Linked DNA regions of Mus musculus: region 1 is linked to region 2. The links are chromatin contacts, called in public promoter capture Hi-C maps. All regions are on one chromosome and are shown on one strand. Each heading gives the region's core, a stretch centred on a gene start, on an enhancer-like site or on the middle of the called end of the contact. The rest is flanking DNA. Distances are from core to core; before and after follow the strand shown.

Evidence for each region. Promoter capture Hi-C pulls out the DNA fragments that hold promoters and counts their contacts.
Region 1: a contact with region 2 is called in a promoter capture Hi-C map of liver, with 2.8 times the contacts expected there. The contact joins the enhancer-like site here to the promoter of Ugcg in region 2. A contact is called at or near these places in 9 of 39 promoter capture datasets (the 3T3-L1 cell line, the HPC-7 cell line, the SN4741 cell line and 4 more), 16 of 484 Hi-C or Micro-C datasets (8-cell embryo, the C2C12 cell line, CD4 T cells and 9 more), 15 of 115 datasets of contacts at active chromatin or transcription factors (CD8 T cells, the HPC-7 cell line, the SCID.adh cell line and 10 more) and 3 of 9 other capture datasets (adipose tissue, liver and pancreatic islet).

The regions. Positions count from the first base shown.
Region 1 is chr4:59,222,099-59,228,652 of GRCm38.p6, forward strand. Ugcg (UDP-glucose ceramide glucosyltransferase) reads left to right here. Exons shown (of 9, transcript NM_011673.3): 9 at 1-735. Among named protein-coding and RNA genes, the nearest start is that of Gm12596, 35 kb to the right of the region's middle. Within about 2 kb of position 1,258, at least 63 of the 459 cell types and tissues checked have an H3K27ac peak or open chromatin away from gene starts, as enhancers often do. A contact at or near this core is called in the C2C12 cell line, CD8 T cells, adipose tissue and 4 more, where this site is marked.
Region 2 is chr4:59,185,735-59,191,994 of GRCm38.p6, forward strand. It overlaps Ugcg (UDP-glucose ceramide glucosyltransferase), which reads left to right and starts at 3,816. Exons shown (of 9, transcript NM_011673.3): 1 at 3,816-4,007. The coding sequence starts at 3,910.

The sequences.
Region 1 (6,554 bases), core at 8-2,507, 34 kb after region 2:
ATATACTTACATTTTTCTGGGCCAAACAGCATTTCCTTTCCCCTCCTTTTCCTCTCCCCTCTCTTGCCTTATGATGAATTTGTTTGAGGGCATTTTCTTCATGAGCAAAGGCTTGGATGCATATTCCTAGGTTTGATTTTGTTTTTGTTTTTTTTCTTTCTGTGAAATGGGTATTATTATCCCCAAGGAGAGCTGCGCAGTGAGAGCCAGTCTAGTTATGACCCACTACGTGTTGTTTTTTACATTACTCTTTGATGAGTCGCGTTTTGCTGAGCACGTTTGTTGTCCGTCGGTTTGTTTAGTGGAGTTTGGTGGATGCCCTTTGCACTGCTGAAGTGAAATCTTGCTGACTACTTAGCTTTTTTGTTGATCTCAGTATGGGCAAAGAAACAAAATCCAAATGGCTGGACAGACTTCTGTAAATATTTTTTTAAAAAAACAAAACAAATGTTCTGTATGTGTGTGTTTTACGTGGTCATGAAGTATTTCCTTAAAGCGAAGCTTTGAGTACACAGAGAGTAACTCTTTGTTTAGCAAGTTTGGAGTGAAGATAAAATAGCAAGAAATACTGTAAAATGTCAAAGCACCACACCAGAACTGTAGGAGTCCAGATTTATAATAAACTGTCTTTTTAAAAAGAAAACAATTAAGTGTCTAGAATATATCATGTTTTATTATTTAAAATCATTGTCTTAAGTTTTTTGTTGAGAGAATAAAAAATTTGAATACAATCAACGAGAGTAATGGACTGGCTTTGTTTACTTCCTGACATGTTCTGTCTCAGACATGTTGCCATATTCATCTTCTTTCTTTTCCTTTTGTTTTGTCTTTTTGAGACAAATGTTTCTCTGTGTACCTTTGGCTGTCTTGGAACTCTCTGTAGATCAGGCAAGCCTCAAACCCAGAGAGAGATCCACCTGCCTCTGCCTCCTGAGTACTGACTGGGATTAAACAACTCTTTTGCTTTCATTTGTGCTACACTGGACTTACAGTGGGGTTCACCTGCTTTGGTTGCAGGTAATAACACAGGGCTGGAGAAAATGAGGACAGGCACCTCACCCACACATCTGCATTAGTCATTCTGGGTGGGGCTGCACTTGGAGAATTACAGACCCTTGATGACTGACCTCTGGTACAGACCCAGAGTTCCGTTTGGGAGCTCATTCCTGGCTGGGCGGCAGCCTGAACTCTGCCTTCTCGATTGTATCACTTCCACAGATGAGGAAGGCAAGCCAGTCCCGAGGAAGGGCTGGAAAGGTCTTGCTGCCTGAGGTGCTGAGCTGCACCCCACACACTGACTGTCCGGGCTTCACCCAAGCTGGAGGCATTCCCAGATGTTGTGTGTCTTGTGTTTTCTCCAGAGCAAGCTGGCTAGCCTAATCAACCTCCAGGTTCAGGGATAGACCTTGTCTCTTAGTACATAAACCCTTGATGTTCTTGTTCTACAGGCTTGAACTGGGTTCTCAGGAAGAGCTTTTGGTAGTTAAAATACAGAGCAGCAGCCTAAGAACCAGTATGTACTAAGAGTTCACACAGCCTTTCCCAGTTCTGGGAGACGCTGGCAGAGTCTAGGTGTCTGGGGGATGTTTTCATGTGGTTGTGCTGTTAAGACTGAGTCATCAAGACATCCGTGTTAATAGCATGAAGATATGATTACATGACTTAACCAATTTAGGGGTGTCTTTTCTTGGAAGGGTTGAGATCTGTGCACCAGCCTCCCCTGAAGACCACACCTCTCCTTGTAAATGATGTGACCTGTCTGTCTAATCACAAATCCTGGGACTTGTCAGGACTGACATCTGACTGCCAGAGCAACAGACAACACGGTGGAGTCTAGTCAAGTCTGATGCAAACACTGGAGCATGGGAAGGGAGCAGGTTAGAGGAGATGATGGCTAGACCCGGCATCATGGCCCCGGCCTGGAATCATTTGGGAGGTTGAAACACATCACAAGATTGAGGCTCAGCCTGGGTTACATAGCAAGATCCTACTTTTGCATACTTGAAGTAGAGAGATTTGAGAGTCATTTCACTAGAACTGGTGTCCAAAGGTGCTGATCATAATATAGGATCAACAGACAAAGCAAAGGACAGAATCTTTGGGAGCTATTTAAAGGATGAAAGCATCCAGGAAAAGGGTTAGAGAGATGGCTCAGCCGCTGTAAGTGCTGGCTTCTCTTCCAGAGGACCTTCCTAGCACCCATGTAGTTTGTTCACAACCATATGGAACTCCAATTCCAGGCCACCTGACATCCTTTTCTGACCTCTGGAAGCAGATAATGCATTCAGGCAAAGCACCTATACATGTAAAATAATTTACAAGATCCAAGAATGATAAGCTTCCAACCCTGAGGTTCTGTGCCCTTCTTGGTGAGCCTGGGACTCTGGTCGGCTTCCATCACCTTTCTGAAGCCCAGTTTATTACTACATACAGTGATGGGCATTGAAGTCCTCCCCTGGGCTGAGATCATCAGACGAGGTATATCAAGTATGGTGATGGTTTGGTCCTTTTTCTTTCCAAATAAGAATGAAATTCTCATTGGTGTATCTTGGAAAGAGATTTTAGAAGGACAGGGTTGGGGCAGGGGTGTCATGGATGATCGAATGGGACAAGGTCAGTGAGGTCAGGAGCAGGTACCATCCCCAGTGTGGCTGGATCTCCATTCACGGTGAGCTGTCTCATACAGTGAGTATGACATTTTCATGTAGGAGTAGCATCCTTGTGTTTTTCTTAATATGTATTTCATTTTATAAGAGAGAAAAGGGGAGTTTTCAGAGCTAAAAGCTGATTCTGCCTCCTGACAATGCCCATTTGCCTCTTTTGCTAAAGAAACTTGTAAGGAAAGGCATCTCTGGGGGGTGGGAGGGGCAGATTCAGCAGGGTGGAGCCACAGAAGTGAAACATCTGGGCTTAGGAGGGCATGAAGAAGAAACGAAAGTCATGACACATGTATTTAGAAGCTGCAAAGACACATTTTCCATCCAAAGTTCCAGCAATACTGGGTGACACCAAAGATACTGACTTGAATTCTCAAGAAAAATTCTTTGCACATGTGCACACATACACACACACCAGCCCTGGCCACAACGGTGTGGCTCATTGCCCACTTGGACGGCATTTGGCTTAACTTCAGCTTAATATCGGGCTTTGGCTTTCTGACTTCATTGTTTTTAAATACTGAAGTTTTGAAACAATAGATAAGGTTTCATTTTTGCACACCCAATTGTGAGCCACTGAAATGTCACCCATTTCTTGAGAATGTAATAGTAGTATATTCCTATAATATCACAGAGAATGGAAAACTGAAGCAGGAGGATCTCCAGCAATATACAGTGAGTTCAAGGCCAGCCTGGGCTCTACAACAAGATCTTCCCTTAATAAAATCATACAGAAATTTCTTAACCTTATCTAAATAATTTCTTTGCAAGGGCAGGGGCGCAGAGACAGGGCTTCTCTACAGAGTCCTCTACATAGCCCTGGCTGTATTGAAAGTCACTGTGTAGACCAAGCTGGCCTCAAACTCTCAGAGATGAGCTTGCCCATGCCTCCTGTGTTATTTTACATGACTTTTTATTTTAACCATATAAACAATTTATGTGACCAAACAGAAGTCTTTACTCTTCCAAACTCAATATTTAGGGTAAGTAATGTTTCCTCAAGGAAAAGATAGGATAGGAATGGAAATAATTAACATTTGTACAAGCCAGCAGCCAGTGCTCTTAGCCACGGAACCATCTCTCCGGCCCTCGGTTTTAACTTTCAAGTAAGAGTATTTTCATGCTCCGTTTTCATTTTGGAGACAAACGGCATTGGTGCTGCGCTCTCTGTCGCCATGAACTTTGCTAGTATTTGCTGGTACAAACTCTGGGCTCCAGAGGTAGGCTGTGCTAATTGTGCAGTCTTTGCCGAAGGAAAAAAAAAACAAAACCAAAAACAAAACCAGCAGCTGGGCATGGTAGCACACACCTTTAATCCCAGTGCTTGGGAAGCAGAGGCAGGCAGATCTCTGAGTCTGAGGCCAGCTTGGTCTACATAGTGAGTTTCAGGATAGCCTGGGCTACGTAGAGCAGTAGATCAACTTCAGTAAGTCATGACCCGCTTTGAGGGACACTCACTCTCACAGGGGTTGCCTAAGATACCAGAAAATAGGTATTTACATTACTATTTATAACAGTAGAAAAATTACAGCTATGGAGTAGCAATGAGAATTATTTTATGGCTGGGGGTCACCACAAGGTGAGGAGCTGTATCAAAGTAAAGAGTCTCAGGAGTAGGAAGGTTGAGAACCACTGATGTAGAGAGACCCAAGTGTATCTCAAAAACAAAAAAAAAAAAAATAAAGACAATAACAACAAATAAGAGCCGGGCATGGTGCACATGCCTCTAGTCCCAGCACCTGGATCTCTGAGAGTTGGAGGCCAGCCTGGTCTACAAAGCAAGTCCAGGCCAGCCAGGGCTCAGACAGAGAAAACATGTCTCAAACAACAACAAAAAAAGAAAAAATGGAAAGGAAAGAAAAGAAAATCAGCTATCCTCCGTTCCTTAAAAGTTTGAAGATATTTATCTGTAAACATGCCCGGGCCTGACACCTCCATACTTTTCTGTCTACTTGATTGATAGGAACTAGTTAATATTTTCCCCATTTCAGAAGTCAGCCTTAGCTGTCTCTACATGAGAGGCGCATGCAGCATTTCCATAGTCCTCTTTGAATATTGTCTTTTCGGGTCGCAGACACGTCTGTTCCAGAGGTTGGCAATCATGCTCATCGGTTCTTTGGTCTGAGAGGAAAGCTTCAGGCACCGGCGACGGTGTCTTTCAACGACTAAGAACCTTGGCCCTGTTGCCCTCCCTCGTTTTCTGTTTGGTTAACACTAGTTTATTCTTTCACTCTCCGGCAATTCCATACATGCGTATGATGGATGCTTCTTAGTCACCTTTGTTCCTCCAGTCTCTCTCTCTTCCTTCCCCACTCCCTCCTTCCCACCAAGTCCCCATCAATCTTTCCCGTCTTTGGTTTTGACTTTGTTTTGGATGTCACCAGGGCCGTGTGTGCCGGCTCGGATGGGAAGCTATCTCCTGAAGCATGAGTAACTTACTAGTGACTACCACACGGAAGAGAATGGCTTCCTCTCTTACAGCAGCCTCGACAGCCAGTAGCACCCCAGGGCAAGGTAGGCCCACACGCATGCCCACCCCCCACCTATGACTAGCTGTCTTATGCAAGCCACTGTAGCTGTTGTGAGTTCCTGAGTGTCATGGCCAGGTCATTCCCATGGGACCTCCCTATCATTCTGCTCTTATAGTCTTTCCGCCCTATCTCCTATGATGTTCCTGAGGCTCGGAGGGAATGATACGGGTGTCTCATTTAATATTGAACACTCAACAGTAGTTTGTCCTTAGCACCCTGACACAGCCAAGAGACTCAGCCTTAATCTCTGTTTACTGTAAAAGAGAAGCTTCTTTGGTTAAGGTTGAGGACGGAGCTAGTCTATGGGTATAATAAACACAGATTTAAGAGGCAGGTTGATAAGATCTCCAATTAGCTTGACAAGAGTACTTGGTTTATCCCTAGTGGCCCAGGACTTCCTCACAAGAGGGCCTTTTGACTATGTCCACAGTTACCACAAATAAACTCTGCTCTGGGTCTAATCAGAAATCAGTTGGTTGGGGGCTAGTGAGATGGCTCAGTGGTTAAGAGCACTGACCGCTCTTCCGAAGATCCTGAGTTCAAATCCCAGCAACCACATGGTGGCTTACCACCACCCGTAATGAGATCTGAAGACAGCTACAGTGGAATTACATCTAATAAATAAATAAAATCTTACAAAAGAAAAAGAAAAAATCAGTTGGTTATAACCTACAGTCGTGCCAATATTGCATCAATAAACAACTGGGAAGTTGGCAGAGTAGCATTCAAGGTCTAAAGCTGAGAAAGACTCCCACTGACTTGGCTCCGCCAGCTGCTATATAGCAACTGCGAGTGTTATCAATGCTAGACAATGAGAAGCAGCACCTGGGTCAATTACACCATGGCTTCTCTGTATTCTGCAACCAACATATGGAGTCTTCAACATATGGGTCTTATCATCCCATTAGCCACAAGCAGGACCCTAACCTGTAGTGTTTTAGCTGGCTATAGAGCCTTCTTGCTCAGTGACTCCTGGGGACATTCCCTCATACCCAGCACTGGAGTTTGATAACCCAAGGCTTCTGGGATCAGCATGGGACTTACATTCAAAGTCTTTTTTTTTTTTTTAATATTTTTAAATTAGCTTGTAAAGTAGTGGACTTCCATGTAACTATTTATATCTTTAGTTTAAGTTAGCTCTCCCCAATACTCCATCTTCTCTCTCATCTCTGTTTAGACCCTGCCAGCCCTAGTAATCTATTACTCTGGGGAACTTAAAAAAATTTTTTTTTAATTATTTTTAACTCTGTGTGTGTGTGTGTGTGTGTGTGTGTGTGTGTGTATCTGCGTGTGTGTGCAAGAAAGTGTACTATGTGTATACAATGCATTCAGAGATCAGAAGAGGGTGTCAGATCTTCTGAAGTTG
Region 2 (6,260 bases), core at 2,566-5,065:
TGGGTTAGCAAAATACATTGTAAGATCAAATATGAAAACTTTAAAAGTAAGTAAAATAAAGCAGTTTTTAGCTTGGTGTTCAGATAAGAGCAGAGGAGCTGAACAGGATTTGAACTCCAGTGACCTGTGGGCACTCCCCTAGACCACACCCACTAAACAACCAGCGGTTTATCAAAGGACCAAACAAAGGTATGCTAATCACCCCAGCTGCACCAACATACACCACTTTTCTAATTCCAATTAGAATATATATATATAATTTCTCTTGTCAAGTAGAATCAGTATTTTTTTTCTGTTTTTGAAAACTTCATTTGAACAACATACGTTTTTGAAACTTCAAATGAAACTTCAAATGTACTCAGTGTCTAGGAAGTAATTTTTCCGCACGTAAGTTTGGAAAGCTTTTCTAAGGATGAAAATTCACAACAGACGTCTTAAAACAGTAACAGTAAGGAACCAATTACTGCTACCATTCTTTAGGGTTGGTTTTTGAAGACCAGGTTTGACTGAGTGTAACCCAGGTCAGCCTCTCACCATCTTCCTGCCTCTGACTCTCAAATACAAGGGTTACAAGCGTGCACCACAGTCCCAGCTCTGAACTGTGATTTTAAGGATGTTTATTGAAATATTAAAAGAAAAAAAAAAACAATGCTGACAAAGATAGGAGATGTAGTCAGTGAGCGCTGGAATGCAATGAGTGCTGTTTATCCACAGGTGGGTTTTCTGATGGTCGTCCCTGTTTGACCAGGCAAAGTCACACATCAGTCCTTTGAGTCCATGCTGGGATTAGACTAAAGGCCTTGAGACTGCCAAGCAGGTGATCTGACCCTGAGCTATACCTCTAGGGCTTGTATATCTTTACTCACTTCTCTGAATTAATTTTGTGGGAGGGACGAGGGAGATGATTGATGTCTTTTTCTCTTTTTAAAAAATACTTTTTAAAAACTTAAGAACAAAGAAGAATTCTGAGCAAACTTATTTGTGGCTTTTGTCAATGTAGAATAGTTCATTTATGCACTGAACAAAATATTTTAGTGCTTACAAGGTAGAGTTAGTGGATCTCATTGATCTTAGTTCAGACTTTCACAGCATTTCCTGTTACATATATTTACATAATTCATAATACCTAAGTCATGAGACATGATGTGAGTTACCTATTTGAATATATTTAATACATATGTTTATATAGTATACTACATAGCATATGTGTGTGGAGCATTCACTATTTTAAAATGTCTTTTAGAGTAGTTTTAAGTTCACAGCCAAACTGAGCAGAAAATCCTGCTTTCCCACACATCCCACTATATCCCTCTCCAGGACTTCTCTACTGTCAAAATCACACACTCGTGTGACACATTTGTTACAATCAATGAAGCAGCACATCGTTACCACCCAAAGTCACACTTAGTACTAACATTCACTCTTGGTGTACTTTCCCATCCATGACAAGTGTATGTCATCGACCACGTGGATCATACACAACAATTGGCAATCGCTGGAATCTTTTGTTTTTTACTTTGCCATTCTCAGAGTATCAATGTTGACATTATAAAGTATGTTGACTTTTTAGATTGGTGAATGAGAAATTTCTTTAAAGATGATATTTTCCTTGTGCTGGAGGGATGGCTCAACGGTTAAGGGCACTGGCTGATCTTCCAAACCTGTGCAAAGCAAGATCTACTTGGTACTCACAACCATCTGTAACTCTAGTTCTGGGGAAATCAGATGGGGGAATCAGACGCCCTCTTCTGTTCTCCATGGATACTGCATGTCCGTCCTACCAGGGTCTTTTTGAAAGATTAACAAGTGCTCTAATAGCTGAGCCAGCCATCTTTCCAGCCCCTAGAGCTCTGGTTGGAAAGCCAGGTTTGAGCAGACTAAATTTAACCAGATGAAGTGCAACAAAGTTGATCATTATTCACTTATACCCAGTTACACCAACTTTCTTTGTCCTTTCTGTGTTACCCACCATACTGCATGGAATCCTTTGCTGTAAAGGTCTAGGAAAGATTTGGAAAAAATGAAAAATGCTACAAAATGCTCAAATTGAGAAATTCATATCCTTGACCAAGTTCAAGGAAGTATTGAGAACACACAGCATTGTTTTGTATATGACTAGCAAACACATTTTAAGAAAAAGAAACCTGGCCTATTATTTTTATTTGTAAGATGTCACTGAGTGTGAGATGCATTTCCATTTTGGATTCTTGAAAATAATGGATTATTGAAAATGTGTTAAGAATGCTTTAAAAGTGGGCCTTAGAATTGATTAATCACAATCGTGGCATTTAAAACCCTGTGCTATTATTTCTATGTATGGATTCCATCCTGCTGTAACTCTATTAACCAGTAACTCTCAACAACTGGAAATTAATTTCGAAGCATGGTTCTTTCCCACTGATTTTTCACCAGTAGAACAAAGGACACTGCAAACCTTAAGGATTTTTTTTTTTTCCTTTTTCTTTTTTCGAGACAGAGTTTCTCTGTGTAGCCCTGGCTGTCCTGGAACTCTGTAGACCAGGCTGGCCTCGAACTCAGAAATCTGCCTGTCTCTGCTTCCCAAGTGCTGGGATTAAAGGTGTATGTCACCACTGCCCGTCATTTTTGGATTATTTTTTAAAAGTAACTTGAATAATAAACAGTTTAAACACAGAACAATTGTAAACAATATAGATGTATCCAGGCTGAAGAAACAAATGGAAACATTTACTACTAGCTTCTCCCAGTTGCGACTTAAAGTTAGAATACTCTTGTTTTTCCACCACAGGGATTCATTGAATTTGCCCAGCCTGGCCTGGAACCTGTGTGTTCAAGTTCAGGTAATTCTCCTGCTTCAGTCCCAGAAGTAACTGGGCTACATACAGGCTTCTCACACAGCCTAGCCTTCATTTCCCCATTTTCAGTATCGTGCACATGCATAATTAAACGTTTTAGTAATAGCAACATTTAACAGCTTTTTAAAAATGGAGTAACGTAATTTAACCCAGTATGACTAAAATCTATCATCCCAGCAAATAATACAAGATTTATGAATGAGATGGTTTGTCAGCGGTGTACTGGCAACACTTAACAGCCTAGCACTGCTCGAACTAGCTACATTTCCATAACTCTCTTGGCTACATCTTAGCCAAATTACACTCAGCTGCCCTAGAGAACGCACAATCTTGCGCGAATTCAGCATCAAGCGATTCTTCCAATTCTGAGTTTGGGGATTCCTTAAATAACACAGTCTCTTGGCTCCTCCGGATTTGGCCAAGATAAAGTGTAGAGGCGGCGCGTGCTGCTTAGAGACAGTGCAGGGGGGGGGGGGACCGCGGGCGCGGGCGGCGGCAGCGGTTGGTAGCTGCCGGGCGGCGAGCACGCGGGGGCAGCTCCACCCGTGGGCGCGCGGGCCGGCACCGAGGCGCGAGGGCGCCGCCCCGGGGGCGGGGGCACGGGCACCGGGCTCCAGAGGGCGGGGCAGGGCGGACCGCATCGTGCCGGGATTCGGACGCCGGCAGAGAGCACGGACCAGAACGCAGAGCCGCGGCGAGCGAAAGGGACGACGGCGACGGCGGCGGCGGCGGCGGCGGCGGCGGCGGCGGCAGCGGCAGCCCAAGGGTCTGGACCACGGGAGCCCGAGCGCGCGGCAACGGCCGCCTAGAGCGCGCAGCGCGGTCAGCCTGCGCTCGCAGCACACCAGCGCGCGCACGCTAAGGGGTGCGCGGTGCCGAGCGCGCGCCGAGTGGCCGGGGGCGCGCAGGCCCTGCCCGCCCCTTCCGTCCTCACGCCCGCCGCCCCGCCGGCCCTTCCTCTCCCACCTTCCACTCGCGGCCCGCGCCCCGCACCCGGCGGCCCCCGCGTCCTCCTCCCGCGGCAGCGCTGTCCGCGGCGGCCGGAGCGGGCCGGGCCGGGCCAGCGGGCCGGGGGATGGCGCTGCTGGACCTGGCCCAGGAGGGAATGGCCTTGTTCGGCTTCGTGCTCTTCGTGGTGCTGTGGCTGATGCATTTCATGTCCATCATCTACACGTGAGTTGGAGGGTCGGGGCCTCGGGGACGAGCTGGACTGGCAGGCGTGTGTGCGGTGGAGGGTAGCGTTTTGCGGGGATAGAGAAAGCTGATCCCCAAACGGCCCCCTAAATCGGTCTCCTTGGGGCGGTGCGACGCGGGGTCCTGGAAAGGGAATCGCGCTGGAGTCGCGACCCGACTCCTGGGTTGCAGGCGACTACCGAGCTCTAGGAGAGGAGCCTGCTTCTCTGTCTGGTGGAGGGTTGTCTACTTGGTTTGATTGTGTAGGAGATTCGTGTGATTTTTCTTCCCATCTGGGCGAGGATGTATGGTGTATTGTGAGGTTTTCCGCTCCCTCCGCGCCGGCCACGTCTCTATTATGGAGATGGTCCTTTACACTCTTCCGGGAGCTGATCACCACCACCCCAGGCTTCCCAGTGGATTACCTCCTTCCTAGAAGAGCTATGTGTTTAGCTAGGTGTGTAGCACCTGCCCGCCTTGAAGAAGGTCCGTCTCCGAGCCAGTGTTATAAAGCATCGAGTCCTGTCAGCGTGGCATTTCAGTATCATGTCTTTATTTATCTTTTTTCCAAGTCTTTATGTATTGGCTTGTTTGGAGTTACATCCTTAATCTGTTTTCCACACACATCTCTTCATTTGGCAGGTACCTCCTAAGGCCTACTAGATACCACCTGGAGTTGGGCTGGGGACATAGGTGAGAAAGCAGGACAAAACTCCTGCCCTCATGAAGCTTACATTCTAGAAGGATGAAACATGATAAAAATCTAAATAAGGTTATTCCCTATAAAGCTCATGACTAAAACAGAACAGAGTGAAGGGGCGGAGAGAGACATGACATAGGTGGCTGAGTTTTGATCCATCAATGAAATGTCTTTAAAATGAAGCCTGTTTAAATGTGTAGAGATGAACTCACTTGGCATTTTAGCCTGAAAGAGGAGGGAGGAAATTTATTTTTATTTATTTATTTATTTATTTTAAACTACCAGATAGGGATAGGCTAGAATAGGCTGTATGTTAATGAAAAACAGGGAAGGACGTTAGGCAGTTACTTTTTTTTTCCACTATAGAAAACATGTGCTTTTCTCCGATTGGTGTGCCATTTCCTGACGCCGAGAAAGACAACACCTGTATAAGATAAGCAGACAGGGTTTTGTGGGGTTTTTTTTGAAAGTGAAAGAAAACATACCCCGTTTGGAATTTAGAAATGTAAGCAGTATTCATTTTAACTACATGGGCTCTTTAAAAAGCAATAGTTATTTTATCAGGAATTTAGACAGTACAGAAAGGAATAAAGAAGATAGTTATAACATACTAAAACGTTACCTTGTTAACCATTTTTGCCTACCTTCCCAATTAGGTATATATATATCAGGCAGAAGAGGAGAGAGGAGATTGTACCATGTCATGACTGTTGTTCCATGGCCTGCTTTAAAATCTCCCCTACTGACTAAATGGTGTTTGATAAGCAGTACAGGGCACTGTTCTAGGTGCTAGAAGTTAAGCATGAAGAACCAAACACCCCAAGGCTGTTGCTTGTCGGGAGCTGCCTGCAAAGCAACCTGACTATTGTTTTTCTCCTATCAACAAATGTGTGAGCTCTCTCCATTAGTGTAGGAAGATGCATGGCATTTTGGCTTCTGAGCTTTTAATATTCATTTATTGTTTTTGGTAGGCAATTCAGTTGATTTAAGCAACACTTAAAAAGAAACAGTTATATTTGTATTTCTTAGCTTTTTCCTGTGCTGGGAACCAAACCCAGGGCCTTCTGTATTTTGGGCAAGTGCTTCATCCCTAAGATATATTGCTAGTTCCTGTGATGAATTCTTTTTTTTTTTTTCCCTCGAGACAGGTTTTCTCTGTATAGCCCTGGCTGTCCTGGAACTCACTTTGTAGACCAGGCTGGCCTCGAACTCAGAAATCCGCCTGCCTCTGCCTCTGGAGTGCTGGGATTAAAGGCGTGCGTCACCATGCCCCTGCTCTGTGATGAATTCTTATACATGCATCTCTTTAAATCACATTTCTTAGGGGGAAAAAGTATTGGACCAGAAATGATACATCTTTTAATCTTTGTTACAATGTTGCCTTATAAAATGTGATAGCTATTCCTAGTCCTGGCCGTCAGGTGATGGGTATTTCCCTGTTCTGTGTTCCTTATTCTTCACTATTTCTTCTGTTTTGATTTTCATCCATGTAGTTATTGGTTCCACTAAGTTGCTTTTCAGATATGTATATGATAATTTCATTTAGTCATAAA